3 separate regions of the Mus musculus genome follow, and regions 1 and 2 are each linked to region 3. The links are chromatin contacts, called in public HiCAR-type and promoter capture Hi-C maps. All regions are on one chromosome and are shown on one strand. Each heading gives the region's core, a stretch centred on a gene start, on an enhancer-like site or on the middle of the called end of the contact. The rest is flanking DNA. Distances are from core to core; before and after follow the strand shown.

Evidence for each region. Promoter capture Hi-C pulls out the DNA fragments that hold promoters and counts their contacts. HiCAR-type assays count read pairs that join an accessible place to other places.
Region 1: a promoter capture Hi-C map of pre-B cells shows a contact between it and region 3. The contact joins the promoter of Pnpt1 here to the promoter of Asb3 in region 3. A contact is called at or near these places in 5 of 39 promoter capture datasets (the C10 cell line, hippocampal neurons, liver and 1 more) and 2 of 9 other capture datasets (adipose tissue and liver).
Region 2: a HiCAR-type map of astrocytes shows a contact between it and region 3, with 3 times the contacts expected there. The contact joins the promoter of Ccdc88a here to the promoter of Asb3 in region 3. A contact is called at or near these places in 2 of 39 promoter capture datasets (hippocampal neurons and pre-B cells), 1 of 115 datasets of contacts at active chromatin or transcription factors (astrocytes) and 2 of 9 other capture datasets (adipose tissue and liver).

What each region holds. Positions count from the first base shown.
Region 1 is chr11:29,129,360-29,132,059 of GRCm38.p6, forward strand. It overlaps Pnpt1 (polyribonucleotide nucleotidyltransferase 1), which reads left to right and starts at 1,385. Exons shown (of 28, transcript NM_027869.2): 1 at 1,385-1,559. The coding sequence starts at 1,399.
Region 2 is chr11:29,372,277-29,374,976 of GRCm38.p6, forward strand. Ccdc88a (coiled coil domain containing 88A) reads left to right here and starts at 1,382. Exons shown (of 31, transcript NM_001363368.1): 1 at 1,382-2,134; 2 at 2,231-2,331. The coding sequence starts at 2,072.
Region 3 is chr11:30,953,071-30,955,832 of GRCm38.p6, forward strand. It overlaps Asb3 (ankyrin repeat and SOCS box-containing 3), which reads left to right and starts at 1,328. Exons shown (of 10, transcript NM_023906.3): 1 at 1,328-1,499. It overlaps Erlec1 (endoplasmic reticulum lectin 1), which reads right to left and starts at 1,061. Exons shown (of 14, transcript NM_025745.3): 1 at 844-1,061. The coding sequence starts at 1,005.

The DNA.
Region 1 (2,700 bases), core at 135-2,634, 1.8 Mb before region 3:
CACACTGGGGATTTGACCTCTATCTCCACTCTCATTAATATGGGTGGCCTATTTGCTCTTATTAAAAGAAAAAGGGGGAGATGTTGGGAGCCGCCCCCACATTCGCCGTTACAAGATGGCGCTGACATCCTGTGTTCTAAGTGGTAAACAAATAATCTGCGCATGTGCCAAGGGTATCTTATGACTACTTGTGCTCTGCCTTCCCCGTGACGTCAACTCGGCCGATGGGCTGCAGCCAATCAAGGAGTGACACGTCCGAGGCGAAGGAGAATGCTCCTTAAGAGGGACGGGGTTTTCGTTTTCTCTCTCTCTTGCTTCTTGCTCTCTTTTCCTGAAGATGTAAGAATAAAGCTTTGCCGCAGAAGATTCTGGTCTGTGGTGTTCTTCCTGGCCGGTCGTGAGAACGCGTCGAATAACATCAATGCTTTTATTTCCTTTTGATTTATGACTCAAAATTACTACTATTCTAATTATTTTAGAGTGACATTAGGAAACATAGACTCCTTCCCATTTTAATATACCTCTCCAAAACTTACAACTGAATGAATGGTAAATTATTCAAGGGGTTCTCAAAAAAAAAAGTTTTTTCTTGTTTTTTGTTTTGTTTTGTTTTGCTTTGCTTTGTTATGTTTGTGTCTAAGTGTGTGCGAGTTTGCATGTGTGTGGATACACCAGTGTGTGCAGGTGACTGGGCGTGTGTGCCTGTGTGCGCGTGCGCGTGTGTGTATATATATATATATATATATATATATGTGTGTGTGTGTGTGTGTGTGTGTGTGTACGTTAAGAATGTGTGGAAGCCAGAGGTTAAAGTACGGTGTCTTGCTTGATAGCGCTCTACTTATTTTTTGAGGTAGGGTCCCTTGCTGAACCTGGAGCCCTCAGGCAAGTCTAACAAGCCAGGATGATTCATGGATTCATTCTCAGCCTCTGAACGTTGGAATTACAGGTGGCCTTCCATAGACACAAACCTAGATCTTTAGGTAAGAACCAAATAATCGTGAGTTGTTCAGTATTTATTTACTGTTACATTTATTAAACACATTGTTCTAAGACTTTCTTTCAAACCGTGATAACACTAGCGCGCGCGCGCACACACACACACACACACACACACACACACACACACACACACGGCGCGGGAAGTATTAAAGGGCTTTCTTTAAATCTATACATTTTTTTTAAGGTAGTACTTATTTTTCACCGATAAGGGTGGGGGAATAAAAGCTGACTGAAAGAAACGCATTCTGGTGGTTTGACTCTGGCAATTACAGAAAGCCTGCAAGGATTGCTTTCCCGGCAGTTTGCAGGCTCCACGGAAACGAAACTGCGTCCGACTCCGCCCACAGGAGTGCTGGCCAATGAGGCGCTGCCCAGGCCTTCCACGCTCTGGGTGTCATGGCGGCCTGCAGGCTGTGCTGCTTGTGCCCGTGCCTCCGACCGCTGGGCTGCGGCCCCCTCGGCCGGCCCGGGCGGAATCGGGCACTCAGCTATTTGCAGATGCGAGCGTTGTGGAGCAGCACCGGATCCAGAGCGGTGACTGTAGACCTGGGACACAGGTGAGAAACGGTGTGAGTTCGCGGTTTTCACGCGGCGTCTGTCTTGTCCATTCAGCCCCAGAAGTCAAATCCCCCCCAGGGTAGGAATCAAGCAGCCTAAGTCTCTTAAGTTCTCTACTCCAAACCTAAGGTCGAGATTTCCTTTTTCCGGATTTAAAGTCTGTCTCCCTTTCCCAAGCTGGCCGCTGCCTTTTGCCTCTTCATCTTCCTCCTAGCCCTGCGGTGAACTTCCTGAGTCCTATTGCCTGTGCCCCAGACATCCTTTCTCTATTTTCCGAGACCTCGAGCTCTGAAGTAGGAAACCCTAGGTAATGCGTTATCGTTCCGTGCCCCAGGTCCACTGATGGCCGGTGTGAGCCGGAGATGAATGCCAGTTATAAGATGCACATAGTCCTGTTAAACCTGTAGTGAAAGTACAGTTACCATCCAACAAAAGGTCAAAAAGGCAAATTTCTCAGTTAACAAGACACACGGCGGGGGTGTATATGTGGATATTTTAAATAATAGGTTTTTTTAAAGCTTTTCCCTAAAGCTCTACTTTTTGTGGCAGGCCGCTGCCCCGTGTCCTCCCTTGGCATCCGATTACTCTTCCCATCACTGTGTTCTGCTTGTTCATTCTATCAATCTTCTTGTTTATGTTCATAGAGTATTTAGGTAGGCATTCACTCACATGGTTTGGCATATAGAAACTTCAGAACTCTTCCATTTATTCCCAAATGCCTACTTCCAAACCCCAGAGGCTAGCTATGCTATGGGTCCACTATGTATTTGGAGGTATTTTATACAATATAATATTGAAAAGTAAATTGTTATGAGACAAAGTAAACAACAACAACAAAACACCATAAACTTAATAGCTTTCTTGGAACAATCAAAATTACATGTAAACACCATAAACTTAATAGCTTTCTTGGAACAATCAAAATTACATGTACTCCCTACCCCCCAAAATCTTTCTGACTTTCTGCATTATTAGAATTCATTGAATAACATACTGTTTCAGTTCTGATATCGCAATTTGTCAGGTCGTTCAAATTTCCTTTGATATAATCTGGTTGTTGACAAACATGCTTTTATTCCACCATCAATTGCTAACTAATACCAACTCTCTGATTGCACATTATACTTTGTACACTAATAA
Region 2 (2,700 bases), core at 132-2,631, 1.6 Mb before region 3:
AACCTTGTCTTGAAAACAAGCAAACAGACAAACAAACAAACAAAAGAAATCCTGAAGAAATTGTGGTGTTTAATTTAGTATATGATAAAACATGTTTACTGTTACCTTAAATTATGAGAGATGGAGAGATGACTCAGTGGTTATGAGCTCTGGTTGCTGGTGCAGAGGACCAGGGTTTGATTCCTGGCATCCAGTGGCTCATGGCTGCCTCTAACCTCTGTTCCAGGGAACCTAGTGCCCTCTTCTGACCTCCACAGGAACCAGGCACATAAGTGGGGAAGAAACATACATCCAAGGCAAAAATTCATACAATCAATGAAAAATAAAACATACAAAAATAGATATCATTAAACATATGAGTAGTCAAAGAGGATAGGTACTTGTAAGCACTGTGCAAACATAAAATGCATTGTAATATCACAATACCATATTGTGTTTGGAAAAAGATGTTTTCTATTCCATCTTATCCTGGACATGCTATGGGTATGAGGAAGAATAACATTTAATTTGCTGTGGAACTGTCATATTTTGATGGGCCCTCTAGTACATAAGATAAATGATTTTTAACAAATGTTTGTCACACAACTTGGATGATTTCTAAATATTTTCTCTTGTGGCTCTCAATTTGGATTTTTTTTCCCAGTGACCAAGAAGTCAAAAAATAATGCCTGCATCATGGAAACTCCAGTCAGGAAATCCCATGTTGAAAGGCAGCTTTGGTTATTCTCGACTCTTATAAATATTTCATATATATATAATATATAAATTATATAAATATATATTATATCTATAAATATTTCATATATATATGAAAAGACGGGAAAACAAAAACAACCTCCATCCCCCCAAGATGTGCTTTTGCTTCTTGCTGCAGCTTTCCTAGGCCTTTTAGGGGGCGAGAAAGCATGTTTAACAGAGCAAATCAAAGTGTCCGAAAGAGGATGTCTGCACCCCTCGTGTTTAAAAAAAAGATGGGTTTCGTTCCTTTTCCTTCACACATGAAAGAAGGCGCTCCAGGAGGAAAGAAACCATAATTAGACATGAGCGAGCAAGCAGACAGACCCGGTTCCTCAGTCTTGCCCGGTTCCTCAGTCTCGCCCCCTACACCCTGGCATCCGTCCGGGGCGCGGACTCGACGCGGGCCCCCGCCGCAGCTGCATCGTCCGCGCGTCCACGCTCCGCCAGAATCTGGGCGGCGGCGGGCCGGCCGGGGGCGCGCTCACGCGGGAGCGCGCTCTTGCAGCGGTTTTCTTCTCCCACAATCCAGAGGTAGAGGCGCGGGAGGGCGGGGAGTCGGCGGAAGGATACTGGCGCGGAGGGAGTGGCGCGCTCGCCCGCCAGGCCGGCGGCGGGTGTGCTGCGGCACTGCGGTTCCGAGGCCGTTACCCTAGCTCCTCCAGAGGGCGGCGGAGGAGGCTGGAGCGCGGCAGCGGAGCGTCCGGGCGTCGCTGAGGCACACGGAGGCTGGCGGGGCTCCTGCAGCCGGACGGTCAGGGACACGCCTCGGTGCTCCGGACCCCGGCCAAGGCCAGGGCGCTGAAGCGAGCGCGAGGCCGCGGAGGGATGCTGAGCGCCTGGAGAGGGGCGAGCCGCGCCTGAGGCTGTGAGGTTGCGGGCAGACGCTCCCAGCTCTCGGCGCCCGTGCCCACTGGCGGCCGGAACGCCCAGAACCGCTCGCCCAGGTCCAGCCCGGCCCCCTCGGCCCCCACGTTGGGCTTGAGTTCTTGGCGGCCGCTGCGCTGGCCGGCTCCCCCCGGGAGCGGGGCAACCTTGACGGGCTTTTTGTCTCGTGCCCCGGCCGCTCTCCGCGTCCTCCTCCTCCAGATGCCTTTTTTCTGCCCCTCCTCACCGGGTGCAGACTGCCAGCATCGGCTGCGGCTCAGCGCGGGATTCGGGCTCGTTTCCCCGGGGGGGCTAAGGAGGGACAGCTCTTCCCCTTCTTCGATGGGATTTTCCTCTCCTGCCGGAATGAACTTTCATTGATTCCGTCTTCTACATTTACTGACCAATTCCCTGGGCGTATTTGTGGTACTTCCTCCCCCCGCCCCCTCCTGAATATATAATCTGTAAAATGGAGAACGAAATCTTCACTCCCCTTCTGGAGCAGTTCATGACCAGCCCCTTGGTCACTTGGGTAAGGAAGATGTCCTTTATGGTATATTTGGCCGTGTTATTTGTGGCTGCAGAGATGGAGGTGGGCGTTCACGTCGTGATAATCCTTCTGTTCTAGGTTAAAACGTTTGGACCTCTGGCTGCAGGAAATGGGACTAACCTGGATGAGTATGTGGCTTTAGTGGATGGGGTATTCTTGAACCAGGTCATGCTCCAAATGTAAGTGTCTTCTTCTTTCTTGGTAACTTATATTCTTTGAAACATTACATACTTTGAACTTAGATTTCACGACTTAATTTGGTTCTTTGGCCAGAAAAAAAAAAATCAGGTAGTTTAATTGGATCTTGGAAGGAGCGGTATTCTTATGTGCCTGCCCCATTTATCACAACCAAATAGTTATACCTGTTAAAATTGGTAAACTTTATCCGTGACTTTGCCAATTCTGTTTTGTCATTTATTGTCTTGACTGCTGAAATTCAAACTACATTGTGTCATCTTTGGTCATTTGGTAAAATGACGGAGATAGAGAAATCTTGTCTACCACAGGGAAAAGACTTAACTGAAGTTATATATGTGGAAAGATATTTA
Region 3 (2,762 bases), core at 78-2,577:
GCGGTGCTGGCAATGGAATCCAGATCTAGGTGTGTGGTAAATTTGTCTGTAGTAGTTACACATGGATAGACATTTCAGCACTACAATCATTCAAAACTGAATTTCCATTCTTGTTAGATTATACACCAAAATCTCGTATTCTAGGACTGGAGAGATGCCACAGAAATTAAAAACACATTATTACTCTTCTCGGAGGGGTGAGTACAGTTCCCAGTTCTCACATTGGGAGCCTCACAGCCACTGGCTCTTTCATTCTTGCCTTTTTACACAATACACATTAATTAACGATCATAAAATCCTTTTTAATCTCATGTTCTAGAGTCCTAAATAATAGTGGTAATACATTCAAGCCTCTAGTCTATTCTGCATGGCCAGTAGTATTCCGCATATAAGCTCACTAATATCTTCCAAACCAAATAGCCCTCTCAAATGCCTTAAGGGAAAAGATTCTCAGAAGCTGTATACGTCGTTTTTAAGTGTGTGTTGGAGAGAAAGAATGAATAGAGATGGGACTCCTGTCTGTTGGACGGTTGTGCGGGTAGGGTGATGTGCTAGTTAATTCTAAAACTTCCTCCACAGAGTGGGGCTGTAGAGAAGCCAGATCTAACGTAATGAGATTTAAAGGAGGGAGATGAAGTGACCGCTGATCTCCTAGTTAGTATGGAGGGCATATCCACTTAGTGTGCTAAACGAATTAATGAATGAACGAACACACTTAGGCTTGGGGTCGATAAATGCTTGGGAAAAAAAGGTTCTGGAAGAAAAAGCTAAGGAATCGAGGGCTGGCCCGAATGCTTCGTGCCAGAAAGAGGGGAGAAGGCTGCGGCTCGTGAGGGCACTGACCAGAGAGAACTCGGTACCAGGCCAGTTGACTCGGAAGGGGATGTCGTCGCTGAGCTGGGGCAGCGCTCGGCCGCCGCCGGACGCCTCCAGGAGACCGTACAGAACCAGCAACAGTGGCCCTCCGGGGACCAGGCTCCGCAAGCCGCCGTCTCCTTCCTCCATTGCCGCGTCCTCCAGCCACCGTCACAACCTCCTCTACCAGAGGAGAACAGGAGGAGGGGAGGAGGAGGGGGAGGAAGGGGGGGAGGAGGAGGGGGAGGAGGAGGGGGAGGAGGAGGAGGAGGAGGAGGAGGAGGAGGAGGAGGAGGAGGAGGAGGAGGAGGAGGAGGAGGAGGAGGAGGAGGAGGAGGAAGAAGAGGAGGTACTACAAAGCGTCCTTAGTGCAGGGGACCCAACCGCCGCCGCCACGTCTCCTTGCAGACGGCTGGGCAAAGCCGCCTCCGCCTTACAAGGGCTTGGGGCCACCGCTTCCGGGGCAGGCAGCACATCAACATCCGGGGTTGTTGAGTCGGTGGCCTACGGAAGCCCGCGCTTGGGTCGCGTTGCATTGCGTTGCTGCTGTAGCATCCTAGCGGTTGGACTCAAACGCAGAGGCCCGGGACTGACGCCGGTTGAACGGGTCTGGAGACGGCGCTTGGACGAAGCGGCCCGGCCAGGTGAGTCCTGGCCCGCGCGCTCAGTCCAGCCGCTAGGGACTCTCGGGATTTGGGGGTGAGTGGGCGGCGGCCCGCTCTCAGAAAGCAAGTAGAGAACCGAGCTGTGCAGAGTCGAAGTAGAACTTACAGTTCCGACTGAGCTGCCTACCCTCCAGTCTTTTGCTATTTGCACTCTCCATCTTCTCTCCAGAAGCTTCTCTTAGTTTCTTTTGATGGCGACTGTTGTCACGTCTGTCTCAGATGCTGTGTGTTTGGGGACACCCCCAGTGACACCTGCCACGTCCTTCGACTTTGGCATAGATTTGTTGGGTGGCTAGGCGCGTACAGTCCTGCATTTTTACTTCAGGAGAAGTTTTCCCTCCCTTGACTCAAGTGTTGGACTGTTGTTATTTTACTTAAGTCCAGAAAGTTTATGTCAAGGCCAGAGCCAGGTGAATGTGAAGTTATGAATCAAGTTACAGCAGACTGAATATAGACAGAAAGTTTTGGTTTTTGTCCCCTTCTTGAAAAAAGAAAATAATGTCCACATTTTTTTTCATCTCCTGTGTAATAATTTTACAGTGTTTGCCATAGAACATTTGGTAAGGACTGCCCATGTTGTGGTGTTAAAATCCACTGGGAGAAGAGACTTAGACTCAATTCAAATTTAGACTAAATGAACTTATTCTTACTGTTGGCAGAAGGAAGGGAGCCATAGAGCAAATACAGCCCACCATGCAAAAGGTGAATTAAGGTGGGGCTTTAAGGAGGACATCTGAATTACATGGATTACTGATATCCATGGAGTCTACATCTGATCAGGAAAATTGTCTCACTTCTCTCAGTTGTTTCTTACTTTCTCATTATACAGTAATAAAAAAAAAAAAACCATTTTATCCCTTCCCCAAAGCGATAGTAAGTTTTACAAAAGGCAAGCAGCCTTTAATGCTTTATAGCCCCATTGTCTGATTCTTATCTATCCATTAGGATCTCCCAGGCATTCCAGAGCAAAAGACTCATTGGCCAGTTAAGGGAAGCCTGGCTCCACGTTAAGTTTCGTCAGTCATCACAGAGGACTTCTACTCTAATGACTGAGATAGAGCAGTTCATTTTTCAGTGGGTAAAAACATAGTGCCACTAGATTAAGGCTGGCTGTCATATCCCCACACTCAAATTTGAACCAAATCAAAAAGCAGGAAGAGCAGTCCGTTTTTCAGCTTTGTAAGTTTTCTTTAAGGTAAAGACTCACACTATTAAAACAATATTGTTCTAGAACTGATGTTT